Regions from separate parts of the Oryzias latipes genome. Here region 2 is linked to region 1. Evidence: chromatin contacts called from public Hi-C data. All regions are on one chromosome and are shown on one strand. The core of a region is the stretch at or near the end of the contact, and the rest is flanking DNA. Distances in the headings are between cores, read along the strand shown. Region 1 holds the start of vav2 (guanine nucleotide exchange factor VAV2). Region 2 overlaps vav2 (guanine nucleotide exchange factor VAV2).

Region 1 (4,737 bases), core at 1,049-3,548:
ACGTTTTTTTAAGCATACACATAAATGTTCAATTCTTTCTGCTTTCATATTAAGGTTGGGTATGAGTTTAAAGTGTATGAGAGTAATGTCCGCATGTATTGCTGCTTATTCTCAACAAATTAAGGTGTTTAAATGAATAACACTGAACTACGTGTATCAAATAACCATTTCCTGAGTTTAAGTAAATATTGCAGAAAAGGATTACAAAAGCAGGATGTTTATTCCTTTGATTAAAATGGTCAGCTTTGCTGACATTTAGGATGGCTTTGTCTTTGTCCTGCTCTCACCGTAGGAAATGTATTTATTAGAGAGTAAAAGATCTTCAATTAACTAAAGATGTAGGCCACTTTGGATGTAAGAATGTTGGTTGCTCTGTTTGAGTTATCAGCATCTGGCTGCTGATAAAGAGGAACAATTCTCGTGTCTAATGTGTTTTTTTTAGTCCCTCAGATCTGGTGTTTACATTGAAGTTACCTGATTGATCCATAGATTTGGTTAAATTTTTATTCATGTATTCATCTCATCTTCTGTACCTGCTGAATCCCTTTCCGGGTCACGGGGTTGCTGGAGCCAGCTACTGTTGGGTGAAAGGGGGTACCCCCTGAACAGGTAGCCAGTATGCTGCAGGGCCACACACTTGGGCTATGTCCGAATGAACTCACTACTCCCTAGAGTGGTGCCTATAAAGTGCAGAATTATCTAGTGCCTTGCAATGTAATTAGGTTAAATGCCTACTACTTTTTTAAATGGCAAATATGAGTGGAAAACTCATATATATGATCAGATTTAACAAAGACTATTTATGACTCTACTGTGTTTTGATGAAGAAAACTTGGATGGTTTATAAATAATAAATAACTTTTTTTTTAAATGACACATCGTTCAAGCCCTATGCATTGTGGTATATATTTGCAGATCTAATAAGCATCAATGCACAGTGTTTTATTTTTGCTAAGACTTCTGGGAAATTCCCAAGGCACTGAATTTTTGTATTGTGGATTTGGACGCCCTGAATAAATGTGGACACAACCACACTTACACTCACACTAAGGGGGAATTTTGTGAAATCAGTGCCTCAAATCAAGCCTAATTTTGAACTCTGGAAATTCTCTCTGAAACTGGATTTCCCATCACATACATACAGGGAGAACATACAAACTCCACACAGGAAGGTTCAAACCAGGGCCTTCTCAGTGTGAGGAGAGAGTGTTAACCACTGCTCCACGGTGCATCACTGTTTTTAAACTTACACTTTGCCTTTCAATATAATCAATGATTAAGCCACATTTTAAAATGACAGTAAATAGTGACAGTAGTTTGAATGTTGTCACACAACTCTAGTAGTTCATTAAATCATGGACAGTATTTTATCAGAATCAACTTGATTACAAAGGTGAAGAGGTGGATAGAAGATCCAAAGATTTTACTCAAAAAGGAGTAGCTTTAATTCAAAATATTGTTCAAACAAAAGTCAAATATAGCCATCCAAATATTTCATTGAACAGGACAATAAAAACAGCTTGTGAAATATAACCACTGAAGTATTTGATAGTTTAAAGACATCTGGGTTTTAGATAAAAATTTAAAACTTTTATATCCTAAAATAAATCATTGATTTACCTAAAAAAAAAGGAGCATCCTTTTTCACAATCCTTTTGGCAACAACAAAGCTCTTACCGATTTGTAGTATAAATTAGAAAAACAAAATTTTGTAACTTTTTCCTATGTTTAATATTTTGTTTTTCCCTACAGTATGACACAAACCACCAGGTTTGCTGAAGAGTTCATGTAGTTATTTTCAAAGCTAAATCTTAGTATCAATGTCTATAGGTATAAATGTTTATACTTGATGCCTTTATTTAAGAGACACTATTTTGCTGTTCCTAGAATAATTTGCAAATGTAATAAAAAATAATAAAAACAGTTCATCGTAATTGAGTAATTGTAGTTTTTTACATAAAAATATACTCAATTAAATTTAATAAGCATAGTGAAGTTAAATTACTATCAAGAGTACTTTATACAAATATGTACTTCTTGTAACTTCTTATTTATTTCCACTGAAGACTGATTGTTACATTTGTTTTCTATATTTTAGTTAAAGGCTTTGTTTATCTCACAAGCCTTTATAATTTAATATGTCTTAGATATTTTGGTGACCGGTGTGAGCTCAAACCCCACAAAAAAAGAATTATGATCCAAATAAAACAAAACAAACCAAAACAAACGCAGGGAGCCTGCTGAATGCCTTTCAGCCAATAGAGGGCGCTACCCCGATGCTCAATTGTCCAGCTCCAACCCAAACTACTCCCTGAAACTCCCATTTCTTGGAGCGAATGTGGACACTTTAGTAAAGTGCAGACACGCTGTTCGATTTGTAACTACGTGGGAGAGAACCGGCAGCTCCACAGCTCCTCAGTCGGGTCCGAACCTGAAGCGTGGATGAGTAAAATACGGACAGAGCGGGATTTGGACCGCGGAACATCTCCGTGCACAAGGGAACCTCGGAGCCAGAAGGAGAACGGAAGAGGGGGGAAACCCTCACAACAGCCCCGCTCCGTGCAGCCGCGTGCGCACAGGCGCGAGGCAAAGTAGCGTTGACGTGACGTTCAGCGGGACAAACGCGGACTCCTGTGGTCTCCTGAACCCCTTACCGAAGCCTAGGCGCCACACCGGAGCGTGTGTTTTGTTTTTTTAAATAAAGAAAGGACACACGGTATCGTGAGAGTGCTCTTCAGTTTAGCGTTCTTAATTCAAAATTTTCCTCTCGGAATTAACTGGAACTTGTCGTTTTGCGTAGACGAAACTTGACATGCAAATTGTGTAGGAGACTCTTGGCTTTGTTCAGCTCCTAACAAGTCTTGGACCGTTTTTTCTCCTCACTAGTACTGACTGTTGTTTGATGTGAGTAGAGAAGTCGACATTGTTTTAAGGAAGAAAAAAAACCCTGCTTCCAGCTGTTTGCATGATTTGTCTCCATCCAGTCGTCGTTGATAGAATTTGCTGGAAAAAAGTTTTGAGAATGAAGAGAAGAAAAACGCTGCTTTAGAGCGGAGTCGTGTCTTTGCCGCGAGCACAGCAGAGCTGAACATGCGCGCGCAGAGGGCTCACCGCAGCTGTTAACACGCAAAGTTGGGAACTTTGCGGCGCAGATAGTGAATGATCAAGACTTCCGGTGAGACACCGAGCGTCGTTCCTGCTGGTGCGCCCTGCCTGACCCGCTGCTTTCCAGAGACTCGGGTTTGCCTTCGAGGAGATCCAGCCCCCCCTCTCCCCGGAGCAGAGATGGAGGAGTGGAGGCAGTGCGGGCGGTGGTTGATAGACTGCAAGGTGCTGCCCCCCAACCACCGGGTCGTGTGGCCCTCAGCGGCCGTCTTCGACTTGGCACAGGCTCTGAGAGACGGGGTGCTTCTGTGCCAGATGTTGCACAACCTCTCTCCCGGGTCAGTGGACCTGAAGGAGATCAATTTCAGACCCCAGATGTCACAGGTGAGTTGGAGCTCAGAAATGATCATCCCCAGCCAGGCGCATGGCTTGTTCTACCTGCACCTCTCAGTCACACCTCACTGCTTCATTCTGATTCTATTTATTTACAGTTTTTGGGGGACATTTCTTTGGACAGCTTGAGCTTTCCCCCAAAACTCTAATTTAAGAAAGGTGTGGACCTGGTTTAGACTCCTGTAGGTAAAAGAAGAGGAGAAAGGAGGTGTTTTCTGAAACCTCAGAGCGGATGGTTACCTTTTTCTCCTTATTATTTCTCATTTTGAATGTCTTACCTGATGCTATGTTCACAGCGGGCAGTGCATATTTAGCATATGGACAAGCAGGGAGAGGCCTCTTCATCTTTTTCGTTTGCTACTGTTTACTAGTGCACATCCACCACCTACAGTTGGTGAGAAACGTTGAAGCGGTGCAAACTGAGCAAATCTTGCTCCAGGCCTTTTCTTTCTTCTAATATATGAGAAACTTTGTGTTAAATAACTCCGCCCAGGTGCAATTATGAATTTCTCCTCCATGATCAATTTTTAAGCGGTTGGCACTTCCATAAATTAAGAGGGACGTTTGACCTGGTTTAACTCTCAACACGCGTTCAGTGGCCACAAGGTGTTATGTAGCCCAAAAACTGACTTAAAAAATGTACGTAGCTATGCGTAAACGCGAGAGTTGTGTATGCGGAAGCCCAAAACACGCATTTGTACGTGTTTACGTAGACCTTTCACTGGAAGTGAACCTCTAAATTGTCATTAGGTCTGAATGTGAGTGTGTGTAGTTGTGTTGACCTGCAACAGTCTGGCAATCTGTTTGTTCTGTGTGTATCCCCGCCTTCACCCACCAATAGCTGGGTTGGCTCCAGCATCTCAGTGAGTCCTACAGGGATTCTGTGATTTCTGAAAATGGATGGACGGATGGATTATTAAAAAAACAAACAAAGCCTTTTCCTAAATATGTCTGAATGTATTTCCAAAATATCCATCTTTCCATTTATCTTCTGAACCTGCTTTTTTCCACAAGACCTTACTCAGCCACTGAAGGGCGAAGGCGGGGTACAACCCAGGTAGTTCGCTGGTTCATTGCAGGGCAACATGGAGACAGACAACCACACATGTTTACATTCACATTGAAGGGAATAATTGCAGATACCAATTGACATATGAAGCATGATTTTGAACTGTGGAGTACCTGGAGAAAATCCACATATGCACAATGAAAACAACCCCAAAATGAAAGGTCCCGGCT
Region 2 (4,737 bases), core at 752-3,251, 120 kb after region 1:
GAAGCAGGAAGACGTTTGCCACCATATCATCTTCTTTCTTGACCTTATCTAATAATTTTTTTTAACAGAAATAATTCAGATTGGGTCTTGAAACGGTTGCAGTAGCTCTGACACAAAACATTTTTATATCTGGAGGAATTTGCAGTTAGGTTTTTCTCCAGTGTTCTCACAGTGGATTTTTCCAAGCCCAGAAGTCCTAAAAAAAAGCCCCACAGTGGTGTCATCTCTGAGGCCTGTCAGGCTTTCATCAGCAGACCACAGAGGACAAACCTGCAGGGATTTTCAGAGCCATCTCCACTGTGAGAAAAAGATGCTGATTAGAGAAAGGCCGTGTTGGATTGACAGTGAACGGTCAGCTATGTCAGCTCACACCAACCCCTATAAATTGCCAGATACAGATCCTAATGTAGCTGTCTTTACCATTTCCAACAATGCATCAGCTGAAGTCCCTCTGGGATCCTGCGCTCTGAGGAAGTTTAGAGTGGGGGGACGGGATTGGAGGCGGGCAGGCCGGAGCCTAAAGCAGAGAGAAAGTTCTGTTTGAGAAACAGAAACAGCAATGGCGAGTTGTGTGTCTGTCATTCCTGCATCAGAAGCAAAAGGACAGAATGGAGTGACAGGCATCTTAGTGGCGTTTTATCCTCTGGATAAAATGTGCCCTATCTAATGAGACCACACATATGCATGCAGGCAAATGCATAAAATGAAGTCCGCATGTATGGGCCTGCATGTTAAACAACTAAACAATCACATGGCTGTATGCACATAACCAATATGGTCACAAAAATGACTGTTAGCTACCAAATTTTATTTACGCTCAACTTTTGTTGTCCCTTGTGTGCCTCATTCATCACATTTATGCAGCTTGGCTTTTTTCATCTAGTTATACCACACGTCCACATCCAGAATCTGTCAGTCATGGTTGTAGAAGATGGAGATGAAAATTCTCCCAGCAGAGGAGGTCTGCAAAATAGCTAATTTCCACCTGTCCTCGAGACACAGATCTCTGACATTTCTGATTGACCTCCGTTTGCCGAATCAATCAGTTGTGAGTTTCCCAGAGCTTTGTCACTGACTGCTTTGCCTTGCAGGCTCTGGTGCCACGTTTATGAAGACCATCACTTAAATGCTGATCAGATTTTGCACCTCTGGCGGTTGGGGATTATCTCTGAGTGCGTGACTGTGAATGTATTCACTCGGCCTCTTTATTTGCCGGCATGTGTAATTTGCGAGGTTCCTGGTGGCTGAGAATGAATAGATATTTCTGAGGCGATAACCTCAGGCTTACCCAACACATAGTGGCTGCATTTGTTTTGCTTCACTTTTATTTTCTGTCTTGGAGATAGGGGACCATTGTGTGTGGAAAACTATGAATTGGAGATCAATGACACACTATAATTTTCAGCCCCAAGAAAAAGGTCCACATAGATTTATATGCTTTGTTGCTGTCAGTAATAATACGGTTAATGTGTATTTTTCAAGCTTGTCAACAAGACTTGTGCTTTTTTAAGAATGTATTAAATGTTACAAGATGAAATTTAAATTGCCAGATTTTTAAACTTAATCTTTATGTGGATGCATATTTTCTTAATCATAATGCAGCAATATTAGTTTTTTTTCTCTCCAAAGAATAGATGTGTAATGATTTTCAAAGATACATAAATCAAGGTTTGGAATGTCTTTTAACCCTGTTTTTCCTGTACATTAGCCTCAACGTTCTCACTGCATCCCGGTGTCCTCTTTTTGTGTGAACACACTTTGCATGGCCTAGTTTTGCCTAGGAAAACTGCAGAAGAACCTCAGGTGTACATAAAGGGATGACCTCACTTGGGGCTTGTCCTTGTCATGGAACAAGAGCAGAGTTCAGTGTCTCTCAGTCTGCTGCCTCCAGGGGAATACGCCAGCATGGGCTGAGCTGTAGGATCCGCCGTGCCCTTTCTGGCCTAAAACTGTGACGGGCCTCTCTCATTCTGTTGTCACAGAAGCCCCCGGTGAGCCATGGTTACCCCTCGTGTGCTACATGTTGTCTGTTGACAGCTGGATACTAATGGCAGGCCTCACACGGGGGACAACAAATACGCATTGTGCAAAGTCTGTTGTAAATTAAATAAAAAAGAGGTTCTAACTGTACTATGAGGAGGCCACAAACTTTGTCCTAATTTAAAACAGGTTTCTGTGTATTTCTTTGGTCATAATTTGAAAGTAATATTGACAAACTTTTCTATTTTCACAAATAGAAAACTTTTCACAACTTTTTTGGTATTTCAAACTGTTACATTTTCACAGAAATGAAGGTAAAACTGAACTTTTTCTTTTTTCTTTTTATTTAAATGAAATTTAAATTAATCTGAATCGTGAATTAGGAGCAGACAAAAAAAGGCTGTTTGAAAAAGATTGATCTAAACTTAATTGATGCATAAATGCAACAGTGATAGTACCTGGCCAGGCCACAAACTCCCTGCTCTTCTCCATTCAGATGCATCCACTTATAGACAACTAGATCTGTGTACGTCTTTGTTTGAGTTGGCATTTGGCTCAAAACTGTACGGCTGGATAGCTCTGATATTATTTGCCATTTATGTTAGCTAATGTTAGGTTAGGGGTTTGAGGGGCCGTAAGCTAGCAGGATAGTGTGTCACACATGGATCGGGACAGGGATGCTGTGCAACTCAGATGAATTTCTAATAAACTACTGCTGCTCTGCAGAAACTATGTCCAAGTAAATGACAGTTTTTTTTAATTTTGACTTATCATAATTAAAAGACCATTGGGAACACTTTTACAATAGATCAAAAAATGATTGGAGTAGGGCTTTTAAACCTTTTTCTGAGATCTGCTAGAGTAATCTTGTTCTGGAATTTCCTTATTTAAAAAAATATTTTTTTAAATATTATTTAAGTATGTTGCAGGAATGCCACTTCCTTCAAATCTGGTGAGTTGTAGCACTTTTGACCAAAAACAAGCTCCATTCCGTTTGTGAGGGCGGTTAGAAAATGCTCTGCAGCACTTTTTTCTGCAGCCTGCGTGAAATGGATCCAGAGCGGCGCTGCCTCCTGTCTGCTGTTTGGTCTTGTGTTGATTCAGGATTAACACATAAATGACCATCTAAATGAGCTGTAATAGCGGAATAATCTCTGTGACCTATTAGAGAAATGCAGTAATAAAACAAACAGGCACACACAGTTCTTTAAACACTGAGTGCATCTGTAAACACAGCACACTCTTAATTGATTTGCGAGGTTTGTTTGCTTTGTCGCACGCTCACTTAAAGGGAGAGTGTTGAAACGGACCTTTCTATGCAATACCATGGTGGGTTTTGTTTTCAGATGAATACAGAAATACAACAGATTCCACTCTGGCGACAAAAGTGTTTCACCAAAACACTTAAAGAGATTATGTTGATCGCACTCAGAGCGAAACCCTGCAGTGAAATAAAGCTGCAGCCCTTTTTAGCCAATCACAGAGATAATGGAGATAATGGAGAATATTACAGGAGGCAATGCCATTCCAATTGCCATCTTCTATTAAACAGCAAATTTGTAGTCATAAATGCAGGAGATACATGATACATTTTTGTTAGGTTTTGCAGGGATGAAAATGATTTTTTTTTTTAATTGTCTTTGCTTTACAAGCCAGTGTAACTGTTAATCCCTTGTTTTGTCACTTGAAGTAACATTCAAAATAACTTTATTTAGGATTGCAGTTGTTGTTCTCCCTTTAATTGCAGGGTTTTAATTAGTCCCAACTTCAAATGTCCCTTAGTTTGCTTTTATCCAGTTCAATCAAGCTCTGGCTCTGCTTCACAAACAAACATTTACACACAAAACCCCGATGGTGAATCTGTTTCCAAAAGCAAAGCCTTTTCGTGCTGGTAACTGTATCGATTGAGCAGGGCACACTGGGTGAGGCCAATATTTTTCCAGCTCAACATTATGGTCACCCAGGGTCTCATTTTCTCTTTTTTATGACCTGAGATATGATACTCTGTCAGCGATAGCCACCCTTATCCCCTCTGTCTGATGGAGGGCCTGTGCAGAGGATAAACACTCAACAAAACATGCCTGAGGCTTGCCTGCAAGCCCTACTGGAGAGAATATCAGGTATGTCACTGTCATAAAGAAATGTTCTCACCAAACCGCTCTCTGGTGACATTCAAAAGTGTGCAGATGATGTAGGACATCATCTGCACACTTGTCAGAAAAAGTATTTCTGTCTCATTAATTGAAGTTGTCGTCCAACACAACGTTAGATCTTCATGTTTTTCAGATCTTAGTCACCATAGAAACCCGGGATGGGTGCCAGCCATTGCACCATAGAGTCTGAAGTCTCTGTCTAGTGAAATGATCACTTTATTAATTACTCAGCTGTTGATGCTGCACAGCTGCTTGTCTTCTACACCGCATTAGTAAATGCAAGCTGGCTGGATCTGTAGCAAAGTGGGTCTACTATGTGGACTGTCTGCTTTCAGCCTGTCCCGTTTGCCTGCATGAAGCGAATCTGGGTGTCAGATGATGTTGTAGTTGGACAGAGAGAGCAAGAGGAGAGTGCAGCAAAGGATAGGAGTGAAGTTAAACCAACAATGGAGCATAAAAACAAATCATCTATGTTTAATGACTGTCAGTCGACTTGAAGGAAACTATAGAGAGTCTGAGGAGTTACAAAGAATCTGGGTACAACGTGGGAAAACAAAACACACATGAGGAGACTGATTTTATAAGTGCTTTTCATTAATATGAA

Evidence for each region. A called contact is a pair of places that touch in the nucleus more often than the background predicts.
Region 2: a contact with region 1 is called in a Hi-C map of gastrula embryo, with 1.6 times the contacts expected there. The contact joins the enhancer-like site here to the promoter of vav2 in region 1. A contact is called at or near these places in 3 of 5 Hi-C or Micro-C datasets (embryo, fibroblasts and gastrula embryo).

The regions. Positions count from the first base shown.
Region 1 is chr12:23,046,826-23,051,562 of ASM223467v1, forward strand. It overlaps vav2 (guanine nucleotide exchange factor VAV2), which reads left to right and starts at 2,299. Exons shown (of 30, transcript XM_020707823.2): 1 at 2,299-3,489. The coding sequence starts at 3,160.
Region 2 is chr12:23,164,195-23,168,931 of ASM223467v1, forward strand. All of the region lies in intron 2 of vav2 (guanine nucleotide exchange factor VAV2), which reads left to right. Among protein-coding and RNA genes, the nearest start is that of vav2, 120 kb to the left of the region's middle. Within about 2 kb of position 2,002, at least 3 of the 8 cell types and tissues checked have an H3K27ac peak or open chromatin away from gene starts, as enhancers often do. A contact at or near this core is called in gastrula embryo, where this site is marked.